Regions from separate parts of the Mus musculus genome. Here all the other regions are linked to region 1. Evidence: chromatin contacts called from public Micro-C and promoter capture Hi-C data. All regions are on one chromosome and are shown on one strand. The core of a region is the stretch at or near the end of the contact, and the rest is flanking DNA. Distances in the headings are between cores, read along the strand shown. Region 1 holds the start of Hsd17b14 (hydroxysteroid (17-beta) dehydrogenase 14). Region 2 overlaps Trpm4 (transient receptor potential cation channel, subfamily M, member 4). Region 3 holds the start of Trpm4 (transient receptor potential cation channel, subfamily M, member 4).

Evidence for each region. Hi-C and Micro-C count contacts between places; a contact is called where the count stands out from the background. Capture Hi-C pulls out chosen DNA fragments and counts their contacts.
Region 2: a Micro-C map of the G1E-ER4 cell line shows a contact between it and region 1, with 2.8 times the contacts expected there. The contact joins the enhancer-like site here to the promoter of Hsd17b14 in region 1. A contact is called at or near these places in 6 of 39 promoter capture datasets (the HPC-7 cell line, hippocampal neurons, liver and 2 more), 3 of 15 datasets of contacts at CTCF or cohesin (embryonic stem cells, large pre-B cells and pro-B cells), 24 of 484 Hi-C or Micro-C datasets (B cells, the G1E-ER4 cell line, the HL-1 cell line and 13 more), 6 of 115 datasets of contacts at active chromatin or transcription factors (embryonic hindbrain, embryonic stem cells, memory CD8 T cells and 2 more) and 3 of 9 other capture datasets (adipose tissue, liver and pancreatic islet).
Region 3: a promoter capture Hi-C map of pancreatic islet shows a contact between it and region 1. The contact joins the promoter of Trpm4 here to the promoter of Hsd17b14 in region 1. A contact is called at or near these places in 8 of 39 promoter capture datasets (the 3T3-L1 cell line, hematopoietic stem and progenitor cells, hippocampal neurons and 5 more), 5 of 484 Hi-C or Micro-C datasets (embryonic retina, embryonic stem cells, growing oocytes and 1 more), 5 of 115 datasets of contacts at active chromatin or transcription factors (bone marrow-derived macrophages, embryonic stem cells, large pre-B cells and 1 more) and 4 of 9 other capture datasets (adipose tissue, liver, macrophages and 1 more).

The regions. Positions count from the first base shown.
Region 1 is chr7:45,552,250-45,556,893 of GRCm38.p6, reverse strand. Hsd17b14 (hydroxysteroid (17-beta) dehydrogenase 14) reads right to left here and starts at 1,966. Exons shown (of 9, transcript NM_025330.3): 1 at 1,828-1,966; 2 at 801-839; 3 at 499-581. The coding sequence starts at 1,915. Plekha4 (pleckstrin homology domain containing, family A (phosphoinositide binding specific) member 4) reads right to left here. Exons shown (of 20, transcript NM_001381849.1): 18 at 3,600-3,649; 19 at 3,213-3,325; 20 at 2,665-3,129. The coding sequence ends at 2,867.
Region 2 is chr7:45,302,700-45,307,343 of GRCm38.p6, reverse strand. It overlaps Trpm4 (transient receptor potential cation channel, subfamily M, member 4), which reads left to right. Exons shown (of 25, transcript NM_175130.4): 21 at 1,850-2,055; 22 at 2,264-2,396; 23 at 2,477-2,549; 24 at 2,630-2,735; 25 at 3,652-4,189. The coding sequence ends at 3,656. Among named protein-coding and RNA genes, the nearest start is that of Gm39006, 2.7 kb to the right of the region's middle. Within about 2 kb of position 1,918, at least 32 of the 459 cell types and tissues checked have an H3K27ac peak or open chromatin away from gene starts, as enhancers often do. A contact at or near this core is called in the G1E-ER4 cell line, cerebral cortex, hippocampal neurons and 1 more, where this site is marked.
Region 3 is chr7:45,331,587-45,336,230 of GRCm38.p6, reverse strand. It overlaps Trpm4 (transient receptor potential cation channel, subfamily M, member 4), which reads left to right and starts at 2,451. Exons shown (of 25, transcript NM_175130.4): 1 at 2,451-2,544; 2 at 2,779-2,849. The coding sequence starts at 2,521. It overlaps Hrc (histidine rich calcium binding protein), which reads right to left and starts at 962. Exons shown (of 6, transcript NM_010473.2): 1 at 1-962. The coding sequence starts at 804.

The sequences.
Region 1 (4,644 bases), core at 717-3,216:
AGCCTGATCTACAGAATGAGTTCCAGGACAGCCAGGGCTACACAGAGAAACCCTATCTTGGGAAAAAAGAAAAAAGAAAATGAACAGCAGGTTTGCCCACATGCCAATTTGGTGGGGCCATTTTCTAGTGAGATTTCCTCTTCCCAAATGACTGTAGCTTGGGTAGAGTTGATATAACACTTATCAGCACACCACCTTAGAAAACTTTGGAGAGGGGTGTGTGTATAAGGCAGAGCCTCAGAAGGAGGGTCTACAGACCCTGAGGGTGGTGGGGAGCTGAGATACACAGACAGAGAGACAGAGGCCCAGACTGGGGCTAAACCTGGAGGCACATAACAGATTCTGAGTGCAGGGAAGTCAGAAATTTGATACAGGAAGCAAGTGTTTTGTTCATTCCTAAAGATGGGAGGGAGAGCAGGGCAGAGGGACTGAGCTGTCCTGGGCATGGGTAGCTGGAAAGAGGGACTGGAGACCAGGTGTGGGACAGAAAACACTCACCTGCAAATCTCTTTCCTGTGTCACGTCACCGGGGATAAAAACAGTGCCCGAGAGTTCCTGCTCCAGAGCCCGGCCCCCAGCCTCTGCAGGAGAAAGATTTTGGGTCTGAGGAAGGAGAGCTGAGGCTTGGACACCAGAGTCTGAGGGTAGAGGGCTAGGGAAGAGCCCTGGATGGGAGGGAAGAAAGCCAGGACTTGAATTCCTGGGTCCGAGGAAGCAGAGCTGGGTTCAAGGGAGGAGAGCTAGGCGCGGATCCCTTTCGATGGAGGAGGCAAGGGAGAATCGAACACTGAATCACTCACCATCCTTGTCACAGAAAACCACTTGAGCCCCACTGTCCACTGCCAAAAGAAGAGAACAAGGTTACAAGCCCTGCAGACTTTCCTCACCATCTCTGGTGCCCTCTGCTGGCCACCACCCAGAGCACCTGCCACTCCAGCGGCTCTTGTGACTGGCTTCAGTCCTCTTACAAGAGCAGAATCTTGCAACAAATAACCTTTTTCATTAAGCTGCTGTTGGCCCCCATCCTGGATTCTAGAAAAATCCCAAACCGATAGGCAATAATACTCTCAAAGCTATCATTTGCAGCTAGGAACCGATCCAGGGAAGATTTTTTTTTTTATTTTTATATTTTTGAGACAGAGTTGCTCTGTATGGTCCTGGCTGTTCTGAGCTCACTCTGTAGATCAGGCTGGCCTAAAATTCAAGAGATTCGCCTGCCTCTGCCTCCCAAGTGCTGGGATTAAAGGTATATGCCACCACTGCCAGGCCAGTGGAAGAACTTTTTTTTTTTTTTAAGATTTATTTATTTATTATATGTAAGTACACTGTAGCTGTCTTCAGACACTCCAGAAATGCCAGATCTCATTACAGATGGTTGTGAGCCATCATGTGGTTGCCGGGAATTGAACTCAGGACCTTCAGAAGAGCAGTCAGTGCTCTTAACCGCTGAGCCATCTCTCCAGCCCAAGGAAGAGTTTTTAATGACCAACCTATCAGCAAAGACCCAACAATCCAAATGGACTGAGGGACTGGAGAGATGGCTCAGCAGTTAAGAGCACTGGCTGCTATTCCAAAGGACCCAGGTTCATTTCCCAGTGCCCATATGGCAGCTCACAACTGTTTGTAACTCCAGTTCCAAGGGATCTAATACTCTCAGCCAGATTCAACAACAATGCAGAGGAAAATAAAAATAAACAAATCATTTAAGAACAAATAAATCATTACAGAAATGAACCTGAGTCTCCTCCTCCCACTCTGGGAACCTCTGTCAGTCATCCTTTCTCTCCTACAACAATTCAGACAGCAGGCGGGAAGACCCTTACTCACCGAAGGCTCTCACGATCGCAGCCCCGATGCCCCGGCTGCCTCCAGTCACCACCACCACCTTCCCAGAATATCGGGTTACTGCAGCCATCCCCAGCTGTATCCCACGCCCTCTGGACCTCTTCCCACCTCCACAGTCCAGAGAAGCAGTGGGGTGGAACCAGATATACAGGCTGGGTCACTGAAGGCTGACCTTGGGAGGGGGTGTTTCTAGGAAGGCACACCTGGGAGAACTGAGGACTCTCCTTCCTAGCCCTTCTTTTTCAGTCCCAGGGTACCCAAACTGACAGTCCTCCTTCAGACTCAGGGACCCTCACCCCAGCTCTGCCTCCTCAGACTGACTTCAGCCTTGCTCCCTTTGACTTGTTTTTTTTGTTTTGTTTTGGTTTGGTTTGGTTTGGTTTTTCGAGACAGGGTTTCTCTGTATAGCCCTGGCTGTCTTGGAACTCACTTTGTAGACCAGGCTGGCCTGGAACTCAGAAATCCGCCTGCCTTTGCCTCCCAAGGGCTGGGATTAAAGGCGTGCGCCACTACACCCGGCTTTTTTTCTTTTTTTTTTTTTTTTCCTTTGACTTGTAAGACCAGGGCTACTTCTTCTGGCTTGATTCAGGCTCCAGCCTCCTCCCTCAGACCCATATTGTTTGTTTGTTTGTTTGTTTTTCGAGACAGGGTTTCTCTGTATAGCCCTGGCTGTCCTGGAACTCACTCTGTAGATCAGGCTAGCCTCAAACTCAGAAATCCACCTGTCTCTGCCTCCCAAGTGCTGGGATAAAAGGCGTGTGCCACCACTGCAGATTGGGCCCTTACCCTTGTTTGTCAGAACACAATGTCACAACCACAGAGAGAATAAAAGCTATTTATTGACTAATAGTTCAAAGTTTTCATCCAATTTTGGACAGTGTTGGGAAAATCAATCTTTGACCATAGCGGCCCTGGCCCTCCTAGAATACATGCTGGAATGAACCTCTCCCCTGTGGTCCTGAATGGTCCCACACCTCAAAGTTGTGCTTCCAGCTTGTAGGGCTCAGTATAAAGATGGGAGTCAAAAGCTGGACTGCAGCAGAGTGACTCTGAAGGGCCATGCCCCCTCTTCCTGGGTCAGAGCTGGAGGGGCCTTCCCAGGGTCCCACCTGGCCTCCCATGGGGCCAGGCCTCTCCGGCTGCCTTGGCATGAGAACCCTGTGGTAGCAGAAGTAGCCTTGTGAGGAGCTGGGGACGAGGTGACCTGGGGCAGTTCTTCACTGGGAGGCTGTGGGCTTGGCTGGAGACAGTCTCCCCTGGTATCCAAATTTCTGCCTGGAGAGGCTAAAGGGATAAGGAGCAGTGTTAACTTAATCACGTGACATCCACACTTCCAGGCTTCCTCCCTCAGAGCCTGGGCGCCTCACCTGCCATCAGCCTGTGCCACTGGGAAGCCTCTGTAGCTAGAGCCTGGGAGAGGCTGAGCACTCGCTCCCGGTGGCCTCCAGGTACTGGTGAGCAGGTTGCAGAGTGCCTGGGACTACAGAAAATAAGCCACGGGTGTCACACAGGCCACTGGGGCTCGCTGGGAGTTCTTCCTAGCGGGTATCTATCTAGAGGACTTTAAGCTCAGGCTCTCTGCATTTATTACCAGTAGACCAGCAGTGAGGTCACCATTACAGTAGGAACCGCTGGGTCTGATACAGGCCACAGGAGCTCTGCTATTACTGACCAGGCATGAGGGGCTTCCTGGCTATGATAACACCACTGCCTCTGCCCCTCCCCCATTGCCACTCCCCACACTAGAGCCATACCTACTCCAGGACCCAGAACTCCTGAGCCATTTCGCAGCTCCAACAATAGGCTGGAAAGGAAGTATTGGTTACAATTCTTGTTGTGGAGAGTGGTCACAAGTTCAAGGCCAGCCTGGTGGACTTGTGTCCAGATGGAAAGAAGAGAGGAAAGCGGGATGGGGAAAAGAGGAGAGGGAAGGGGACAAAAGAAAGAAAAGGGCTGGGGGGAGGAATAGAATTTTGCCATTGAAGCCCCTGTTTTCTCTCCCTCCTTCTTTGACACCCTCCCCATCCCCTTCTCCTTCTCCTCGGTCCTGTCTTCCCACCGACCTACATGCAGATACTAGGAAGATGAGAGGACCAGAGGAGTCCCCTCCTCTGATCCTCTGTTCTTGGTTGGGATAAGATCTCCCATCAGCCTGGAACCTCAGCATGTTGGGCTGACTGGCTGACCCCAGAGCTTCTGGGGATCCACGATTTTCCATTTCCCGTCTTAGTGCCAAGGGGATCACAGACATGCACTGCCAGCCAAGGCTTTACACATGGGTTCTGAAGCTACCAAGCCAACCACTGAGCATCTCCCTGGGTGCCCCCACCTTTCCCAGCCAGGTTCTTGGGAAACTTAGATTGCCTTCTGACTCATTATATAGGTTAAATGACGCTGAGCTCCTGATCCTCCCGCCTCCATCTCCTCAGCTGGGGTGGGAGCCGGGCAACAGCCCCACTGGGCTCCCACTTATGTTTATGGTGACTTTAGGGAGAATTCAGAGTAAAATGGCCTTGGAGAACGCCAGGTTTACAAAGTCACGCCCACAGCCTGTCATCTACTTCCATCAGAGGCTTCCCGACTCGGATATAAATATTCCCCCAAAGGTTTATGTGTCCCAAGGTTTTGGTGCTGCCGAGATGTGACTGGACTGTGAGAGTGTTCGTCTGACCAATGAATGAACCCACAGGTCCTGAATCAGGCCAGTCTTCCTGAAGTTCACAATTTCACGACTCAGCAGTCAGTGCTTGTCCCAACAGCTTACAATCATGGTACCTGGCTCCTCCGTGCTCCCTGTCA
Region 2 (4,644 bases), core at 669-3,168, 250 kb after region 1:
AAGGACTTGGGCTTGGGCAACCAGGGTGAGAAGAGAAGACAGTTGGAGACAGTTGAGCCAGGAGAAGCTGAGCTGAGAAGATAGGCTAGACCAGTTGTTACAGTTTGGAGCTGCTAGATTGGGAAAACTGGGAGAAGGGACACACTCACGCAGGCTCTTAACCTAGTGGATCTAGAGCCCAGTCCCTACGCATGCTGAATCCCAGTCGCTCGCTCACGTGGTAACGCATTTATTCCCTATTTGTGCAGAGTCAGGGAGACAATATTGGGGTGGAGACTCTTAGCTGTCTCTTTACGTTGGCATAAGCAGAGCCCTGCCTCAGATTCCTCACCTCTGCTGTCACACAGCCTTAGCAAATGAGCAGGGACCTGGGTCACACCTCCACTCATGACATTGTGCTCACAATGCTGCCCATGTATTGACTTCCCAGGGCATCTTCACAGAGCTTTTAACACAGAGGAAACAACGAGCTATTTGGTATTAAATGGACCCAAGTTGATTTAGTCACTAATGCACACCTTCATTCTGACCAACCACTCATTCTGAGCCTGTTATGCGCCAAACACAAGGACCTCAGCTCGATGCCCGGAATCCGAAGCAGACTGTCCCCAGCTGAGGGTAGATCAGTTGGGAGAAACCTTTGAAGGGGCGGGGCTGGAAACTAGGAGGAGGGCTGGCAGGGAGTTAAGAGAACTGGTTATTATTTGTAAGAATAGGAAACATTAAAAGGAAAAAGAAATTTTAAAAAACCCACACATTTTACAGTCCCATACAGAGGGTCAATCTAAACTCCAGAGTCTGGAAACTTAAGAGTTGATTTTGGGGTTTAGCTCTTAGCTATTGATCATTAGCCCATTTGGAGTTAATTTAGTTCGCAGTGTGAGGACAGGCCCTACTTCAGTCTTTGTGTCAGTTCAGGAGAGTGCATTAAAGACACTGGGCATAAAGTCCTTGTTAGAAACCAGCTGGGCTCAGGATGGTGTGGTGGAGCAAGCTTGTCCCAGCACTCGGAAGGTCAAGGCAGGAGGATCAGAAGCCTGGGGTACATGAATCCCTATATCAGAATCAAACAGGGGATGGAGAGATGGCTCAGTGGTTAGGGTCACTGACTGCTTTTATAGAGGACATGGGATCGACTCCCAGCACTCACGTGGAAGTTCACAACTTCCTGTAATCCCAGTTCCAGGAGATCCGACATCCTCTTCTGGCCTCTGTGGGTAATATGCACAGACATACATGTAGGCAAAATAGTTATGCATGTAAAAATAAATTAACCTTTAAAAAAAAAATCCAGGCAATGGTGGCTCATGCCTTTAATCCCAGCACTTGGGAGGCAGGGGCCAGTGAATCTCTGAGTTCAAGGCCAGCCTGGTCTACAAGAGTTCCAGGATAGCCAGGGCTACACAGAGAAACCCTGTCTCAAAAACAAAAACAAAAACTATCAAGAACCCACTGTAGAATTTTGAAAACATCAAAGCCAGAATGTTGGAGTTGGGTGGCCGTGGCTCAGTCAGTAAAGCATTTGTCTTGCAAGCTCAAGGACCTCAGCTTGATGCCTGGAACCCGTGCAGACTCTTCATCCATTGTATGTATGTATGTATGTATGTATGTATGTATGTATGTATACATGCATGTACACCACATGAGTACAGTGCTGGCAGAGACCAGAAGAAGGCACTGATCTTTTGGAATTGGAGCTTCCATATTAGTGCTGAGAACTGAATGTGAGTGCTCTGCGGGTGCCACGTGCTCTTGCGGTCTCTGACTACTTTATCTCGACTCCTAATCCAGTCCTATGATCAGGGTCCTTTATTGGCTTCCCGTGACTATTGACCTCTGGCCTCCACAGCTACACCTTCAGCAAAGTGCACGGCAACAGCGACCTCTACTGGAAGGCACAGCGCTACAGCCTCATCCGGGAATTCCATTCGAGGCCTGCCCTGGCCCCACCCCTCATCATCATCTCTCATGTGCGCCTCCTCATCAAGTGGCTGCGCAGGTGTCGCAGGTGTCGCAGGGCTAACTTGCCCGCCTCCCCAGTCTTCGAGCACTTCCGTGAGACTGGAGCTTGGTCTGCATGGGAGTGGGGCGGGGGGGGGGGGGCGTTTGGGGAGGGGAGAAGAAAAGCAGGTGGGTGGGGCTCGGGGAAGGTGTCAGGATCTGCACCCATCTGGGGACGAGGCATGAGGAATTTGGTGGCTTTGGGGAGGGGACAAGTTCCCAAGTGGTCCTGCCCTTTGACTCCTGGGACTTGGCCCTGCAGGTGTCTGTCTCTCTAAGGAAGCAGAGCGGAAGCTGCTGACTTGGGAGTCTGTGCACAAAGAGAACTTCCTGTTGGCACAAGCTCGGGACAAGCGAGACAGTGACTCGGAGCGTTTGAAACGCACGTCTCAGAAGTGAGGCGGGGGCCTGCTGTGGGCAGGACCTGCAGGTGGGACGTTCTGTCTTCAGCTAGGAGAACTCTCTCTCTTTTTAGGGTGGACACTGCACTGAAGCAGCTGGGACAGATCAGAGAGTACGATCGGCGTCTGAGGGGGCTGGAGAGAGAGGTGAGGACCTGGGCGTGGGCTGGCGGGGCTGGGACCCCCTGCTTCCCTGCTCCTGCCTTGACTTATTCCTGTCTTCCCAGGTCCAACACTGTTCTCGAGTCCTGACTTGGATGGCTGAGGCCCTTAGCCACTCTGCCTTGCTGCCTCCAGGGGCCCCACCCCCTCCGAGCCCCACTGGTTCCAAAGGTCAGTGTGGTCCTGGGCTTCTGCAAGACATCCCCCCGTGGGCCTTCCCGTTGTTCCTGGGTCCCTTGCTTGGTCTGCTGAAGGCTCTGTTGTCTGCTTGTGTGGGGATGTGTGTAGCTGGCGTGAGTGTGCATGCCTGTGCAGGCCAGGGTTGACCTCTCTCTCTCTCTCTCTCTCTCTCTCTCTCATTCATTCCTTGAAACGGGACCTATCCCTAGGCCCAGGTGTCTCCAGTTGGCTTTGGGTTGCTGTCCCGACACACTGCGAAATCCTTCTGTACCTGCCCCACTCCCCCGTCTTTTGAAGTGGGTCCGGTGTTCACCCCAGGGTGCCACTGTCTCTCCCCGCTCTTTTTAATATGGCTGCTGTGTGCCTGTTCTGGTTTCATATCTGTTGCTAGGATAAAATACCGACCAAAAGCAACTTAGGGGATGAAGAATTTACTTGGCTTATGCTTCCAGGTTACAATCCATCAGTGAGGGAAACAGGGAGAGAGCGTGGACGTTCTCACCTATAACCAGAAAGCTCACAGCCAAAGAAACGCACCAGAAGCCACGAACAACGCTGTTCGCTGGACCACAGCACCTTCCGTCCAGCCAGCTTCAGCAAACAGTTCAGGACTCCTCACCCCAGGAAATGGGGTTGCCCACAGTGGCCTGGGCCTTTCTACACCAATTGGCAATCAAGATAATGCCCCCCAGACATGCCCACAGGTCTATTTGATCTAAACCATCGAGGCTCTTCCTCTCAAATGGCTCAGGTTGACAGAGCTTAACCAGGGCACAGTCTGAGCTCAGGTCTCCTGCTTGTGTGACAGGCACTTTGCCCACTGACTGTGTCCCCTGCACTGCTTCTTTTTGCCATTCTCTCATTTCCTGGGACTCATCACCCACTGTCCTCTCCGTCTCTCTTCCAGACTGAGTGTTCCTGGTGGATGTCTAGGTGTTTGCATCCAGAGAGGGTTCATTCCTCAAGCTGGGCCCAGTCTGCCTCAAGCGACACAACTGGTGGCCTTATCCTCACCACGAATCCCATGCTTATGGGTTGCTGTCCAGACACACTGCGAGTATCACCGAGGGACTCCTTCCCAGAGCAGCCTCACCTTGGGTGAATCAAGCTCTGAGCTGGCAAAGTTGGCCTCTTTGTGGGCCCAGCCACACAGCAGAGGAAGCAGGAGGGTCCTGGGGTGCAGGAACCACAGACCCTACACACAGCTTCCCCACAATGGGGAAATAAAACCATTTGATGAGGATTTTCGCACATGCTTGGCTCCTGTGGAGCAGGTGTGTGATGTTGGGAATCTGTCCTTCCCCAGACCATTGCAGCTGCCGACTTAGACCCAGAGCCTCTGTTTGGGTGGCTTTCCCTGCAGGAGACAGGGGCGTCTGAGCCCCTGCCGCTTTCTGCTTTCCCGTGGGAACATAACAGGGTGGTAATAAAGAGAGCTGGTCCCAGAGGAGGGTGGGCGCTGCTGTCATCTGCTCAGGCAACATACAAACAGATGATGCAGATTTGAGTAGGTAAATGCATATGTGTCTTTAAAAAGTCTAATTAGTGGAAAATTGCAGGCCACACTCACACGGGGGTGGAGGCAAATCCACATCATTATACATTGCAATTTAACTAAATAACCCATAACAAACTAAGACGGTAATGACAAGGCTGAACTGACAGCGATTATTAGTTAAATAGCGAGAAAGCCACCAGCAGCCAACACATCCAAAAATCAAAACCAAAACATCCTCCAAATTGGAGGGATTCCAGCTCCGGGGCCTCTCTGGGTGTAGAGCCATGTTGGAACACGGCCAGACGTACAACCAGACTCTCCCTGGAAATCCTGGGTCCATTCTGCCAACCCAAACGGTCACCATGGTGGCAGTAAGAAGGGGCTAGTGCTAGCACTCACTGA
Region 3 (4,644 bases), core at 1,202-3,701, 220 kb after region 1:
TTCATCATCATTTTCATCTTCTCGGCCTTGAACTCTGTGGGTGTGACTGTCTTCATCTGAGTCCCCATCGTCTTCCTCCTCATGATCCTGATATCTGTGAGCTTGGTGTCCATGCTCAGTAGAGACACCATCGTCATCGTCATCATCACTGTGGCCTTGGTGCCTGTGGCTGTGGGCATGATGGAGTTCATCTCTCTCCTTTGAGTGGCTCTGGTGACCATGGACCTGGTGTTCATTATCATCAGAGTCCTCCATCACATCCACCCTCTCCTCCTCCTCTCCTCCATCATCGTCATCATCTTCCTCTCCGTGGCCATGGTGGGCATGCCTGGGGACGTGACGGTGATACTCACTGGAGACAATGCCATCCTCATCTTCGTGGCTGTGGCTCCTCTGTCTGGGGAGGTGGTTCTCTGCCGAGTCTCCTAAATCTTCATTGTCATGTTCCCGGTGCCCGTGGAGCTGTCTAACATGCCCTCTGAAGACCTCTTCAGAGACATTCTCCTCTCCAACCTCGCGGCCAGGGTACCTGTGGTCTTGGACCCTGTGGCCATATTCCCTGGAGAAGTCTTCACCCTCTTCTCTGTGGCCTCTGTCCTTCTCACCTTGATATCCCCGGTGGATGTGGTGACCAAACTCAGTTGATAGGTCCTCTGAGGACCCAGGGATGCCTGCATTGTTGTTCCAGTTGCCCAGGCCCAGACCGGCCCCTCTCAACTCCTGGGTCACCACTGGAGGGACCAGCAGGATGGCCACTGTGGCCCAAAGGAGACAAGTGTGCAACCATGGCCCCTGGAAGCCCATGGGGACGTTTAGCAGCTGAGCGTCTGACCAGGCTGGCTTCAGCTGCCTCTGATGGGTCCTTGTGCCTTTTTGGCTTTGACTTTCAGATTGTCCCTTTTGTCGTGGTATAGCTCCCACTCTCTGCCTCTCTATCTTCCTCAGGTCTTGGATGACCCTCTGAGGATGTCCCCTTTGCAGCTGTGACCCTGGTTCCAGGACCTCCCTTCCCACTGCTGGACCAATGGGGTCTGTCCCCTCCCCTTCTTGCTGCTAAATTTATCCAGAGCCTAAGTTATTCTGGTCACTCCCTGCCTGCCCCTCCCCTCCTGTTCCTCTGGCTCAGGACTGGGTGGTGGAGGGGTCTTCATGGCGGGGGCGGGGGGGGGGAGGCAGGGACGTGACAAGCTCAAGTTTGGCATTTTTAGCACAAAGGCTGAACGTTTAGAGTGTCTTGCTGGGAAAGCCTGGGGCTCTGGGAGAGGAGGATGCAGGAGCAGAGGGCCCCCTGCAAGGTAAACACTGGGAAGCGTGCAGGCAGAATGGGACATTCGGTGTGACAGTGGTGTCCTGCAGAAGCTGTGGAAGACAGTGAAGGAATACTGTGCCCAACACCCCATGACCTCCTCTCACTGGAACTCAGATCTGGGGACAGGGGACCAGACCAGTGCTATAAATACAACAGGGGGGAGGTGCTGGGGGCTCAGGTTACTAGGCCTCAGCTGTCCCCACCAAAGGGACTTGGCTGCAAACAGGTGTCACTGCCTTCTCTGCTGGTCAGTGTCACCCACCCCACACTTGTCAGTATATCCACCGTCTTTGAGTTTTTGTCCTTTATGAGTCAACCCCCCCCCCCCCATTATAGTCACTGTTCTGAGCTTCCGTGTTTCTTCTCAGGATTCTAACCTCTCCTCTCCTACTGTGTCTTCCCTGATCCTTCTCTTTGATTCTTCTCTCTCTCTCTTTCTGTGTGTGTGTGTCTGTCTGTCTGTTTCTCTGTGTGTGTCTGTCTGTCTCTGTGTGTGTGTGCCTGTCTCTCTGTGTGTCTGTCTGTCTCTGTGTGTGTGTCTGTGTTTGTCTCTGTCTCTCCTCTGTGTGTGTGTGTTTTCTCTCTCTCTGTCTCTCTCTTTCTCCCTGTATCTCTGTCTCTGTGTGTGTGTCTCTCTCTCTAGTTCTCTCTGTGTCTCTGTTCTCTCTGTCTCTCCTCTCTGAATCTGGGACTCTGTTGCTCTATCACTTTGTATTTCTATCTGTCTCTAACTATCTCTGGATATCTCATTCTTTTTCTGTATTGCTGTCTTCATATTCTCTCTCTCTCTCTCTCTCTCTCTCTCTCTCTCTCTCTCTCTCTCTCTCTCTCTGGGTCTCTGCCCCCTTTTCTTTCTCTGGGTCCCTCTCTTAGTTTCTGTCTCTCTCTCTCTGGGTCTTTCTCTCAGTCTCTGTCTCTCCGAATCTATGTTTGTCCCATGGCTGACATCTATCGTGTGCCCCACTCTGCTTCCTTCGTTCCTCCGCTTGCTCTGCCTTCCAACTCTCGGTCTTTCTTGTCCCCCAAACCGACCCCATCACTGGTTTGGCAGCAGAGTTTGTCCCTCCTCCGCAGCCGCCCTCTCCCCGCCTCCCGTGACGTGTCCCGGGACTCCCCGCCCCGGGCTGGGCTGCGAAGTTGCGGATCCGGTTTGGTCGGGCGGGTCGGCGGCTGGAGGAAATACACGGAGCCTCAGGGGCTGCGGCAGCAGCATGGTGGGGCCGGAGAAGGAGCAGGTATCGCACAGCGTGGGGCTGGGAGTGAGTGGGGTCCAGAGGCGGAGCCAGCTCCGGGGATCCGGGTCAGATGCTGCAGTGGCTGGACCAGGAGTTCCCAGACCGAGCTGCGTGGGTTCCTGGCTGAGCCCGAGGGAGGAGTTCCCAGTGTGTCCCGTGGGCGCGCGGGGTTGTCTTCGAATCCTGTGGGTCTGACTCGACTCCCTGCCCTGCCCTTCTTGTTCCGGTTCTCAGAGCTGGATCCCTAAGATCTTCAGGAAGAAGGTGTGCACGACGTTCATAGTGGACCTCTCCGATGATGCGGGGTGAGCAGTTCGGGGCTGCTGACCTGGCAGCGTAGGTTCGCGGGCCCTGCCCCACTGCAGACAGGCTCCGCCCCCATAGACTGGACTCGCCCCACTCAACGCAGACAAGGGTGCCCACCACAGACTGACCTTCACTGCCTACCGCAGGAGGTCTTGGTGCACAGACACACCCCACCCACCACAGAAGTCTCAGCTCAACACACTCAGACCCCGCCCACTAAGGACCTTCCCGCCTTCACTTGAGACAGACCCCTCCCCCTGCCCTTGTTTTGGGCCACCCTGCTTAGGGCACGCCCCGAATTCTTCATTCCCCTCTAGGTGGGGATCCATTCTGTGTCTTTGTGTCTCTGTCTCTTTGTGTCATTTGTCTCTGCTTCGGCTTTCTGTGTCATCCCGGCTCAGCGAGCATAGCCACACAGCCCTGCCAGCCTTACATAGCTCTGCAGCTTTGGGATAGTAATTCCCTTCTAGGGCTGCGCTTGTCACCTGGGCACAGAACAGCTCCTCCCTTCTGGGGCCGCTGTGCAAACTAAACAAGGTCACTCTGGGACATTTCTGGAACTCTGCCCATCACCTAATAACATCTAATAAACATCCGGGAATATCTGCAACTCCCATGAGAAGAAGAGGGCAATTGCCACTGCAAGCTGTGCTGTGCTGTAGGTGGCAGGGGACAGGAGCAAGCCCTATAGGCTTCTTGGCTGCATGCTTAGTCTCCCTAGCGGGGTCCAGCTTTAACTCAGTTCTCAGGGTAGACTTTTGGCCTTGGGGCAGTGACACCTGATTTCCTTAGTGTGACTTTATCAGGAGCCTGTTGTCCCACCAGTGTGGGACAGGAAAATGTTGTATAAATAAACAGAGATACTGGTTTACTGGTGGGTCTGGCAGAGGGTCACAGACAGCGTGACTAAAGTCAGTGGGACAAGATGGGAGCTGGTGGGCTACAGGTGTCATTGGAAAGATGGTGCAGTGTGGTGCTTTGAAGGTGGCTCTGGGCCTTGGAAGTGCTCGGTCGAAGTCCTCCCTAAGGACAGCCCAGCGTGGCTTGAAAGTAGAGCAGAGTTCAGGCTGTCAAGAGTGTTGTGAGTGGGAAGGTTGGTGGTAGACCTCATGGGCTCTCAGAGGCCATCCCGAGTGTGGTTTCCTGGGGCTGCGTGAGGGCGGGTAGGAATTCAGAAAGGTGAGAAGAGATTGGGACCATCACCAAGATGATGAGCCCAGGAGAAGAAGCAGGTTTGGAAGGGGATGCTGAGTGCCGGTCCTTCTGTGTACATGATGGGCCTTGGAGACGGGCAGGGGAGGATTGGGACCCTGCTGGTACTTAGCAGAAGAGTGAGATTCATACTGGGGTCTGAGGTCCCAGCTATAGGTGGAGATTGAATCCATGGAGGCAGGTGAGGAAAATACAAAGGCCCCCTGTCTCTCTCGCCTTCCTCTTCTTTCCTTCTTACACCTCTGGGCTTAGGGTGTAATTCAGGGGTAGCACACATACTTAGCATGTGTTGGGTTCCGTTCCCAGGACCAAAAACCCAAACCCAAGAAACCTGAGCACCAGAAAGCCACCAGGGGCTGTAGAGATGGTCCCGTGGTTAGTAACTCTGGCTGCTGTTATAGACAAGCACTCAGTGCCCAGCACTGCCCAGGCAGCTCACAACCACCTGTAACTCCCATTCCAGTGGATCTGACGCCCTCTTCTGGCCTTCACAGGCACTGCACACCTACGGTACACAGACACACATGCAGGCAAATCCTCACCCACAAAATTAAAAACCAAAACACTCACCCAACACCCCCC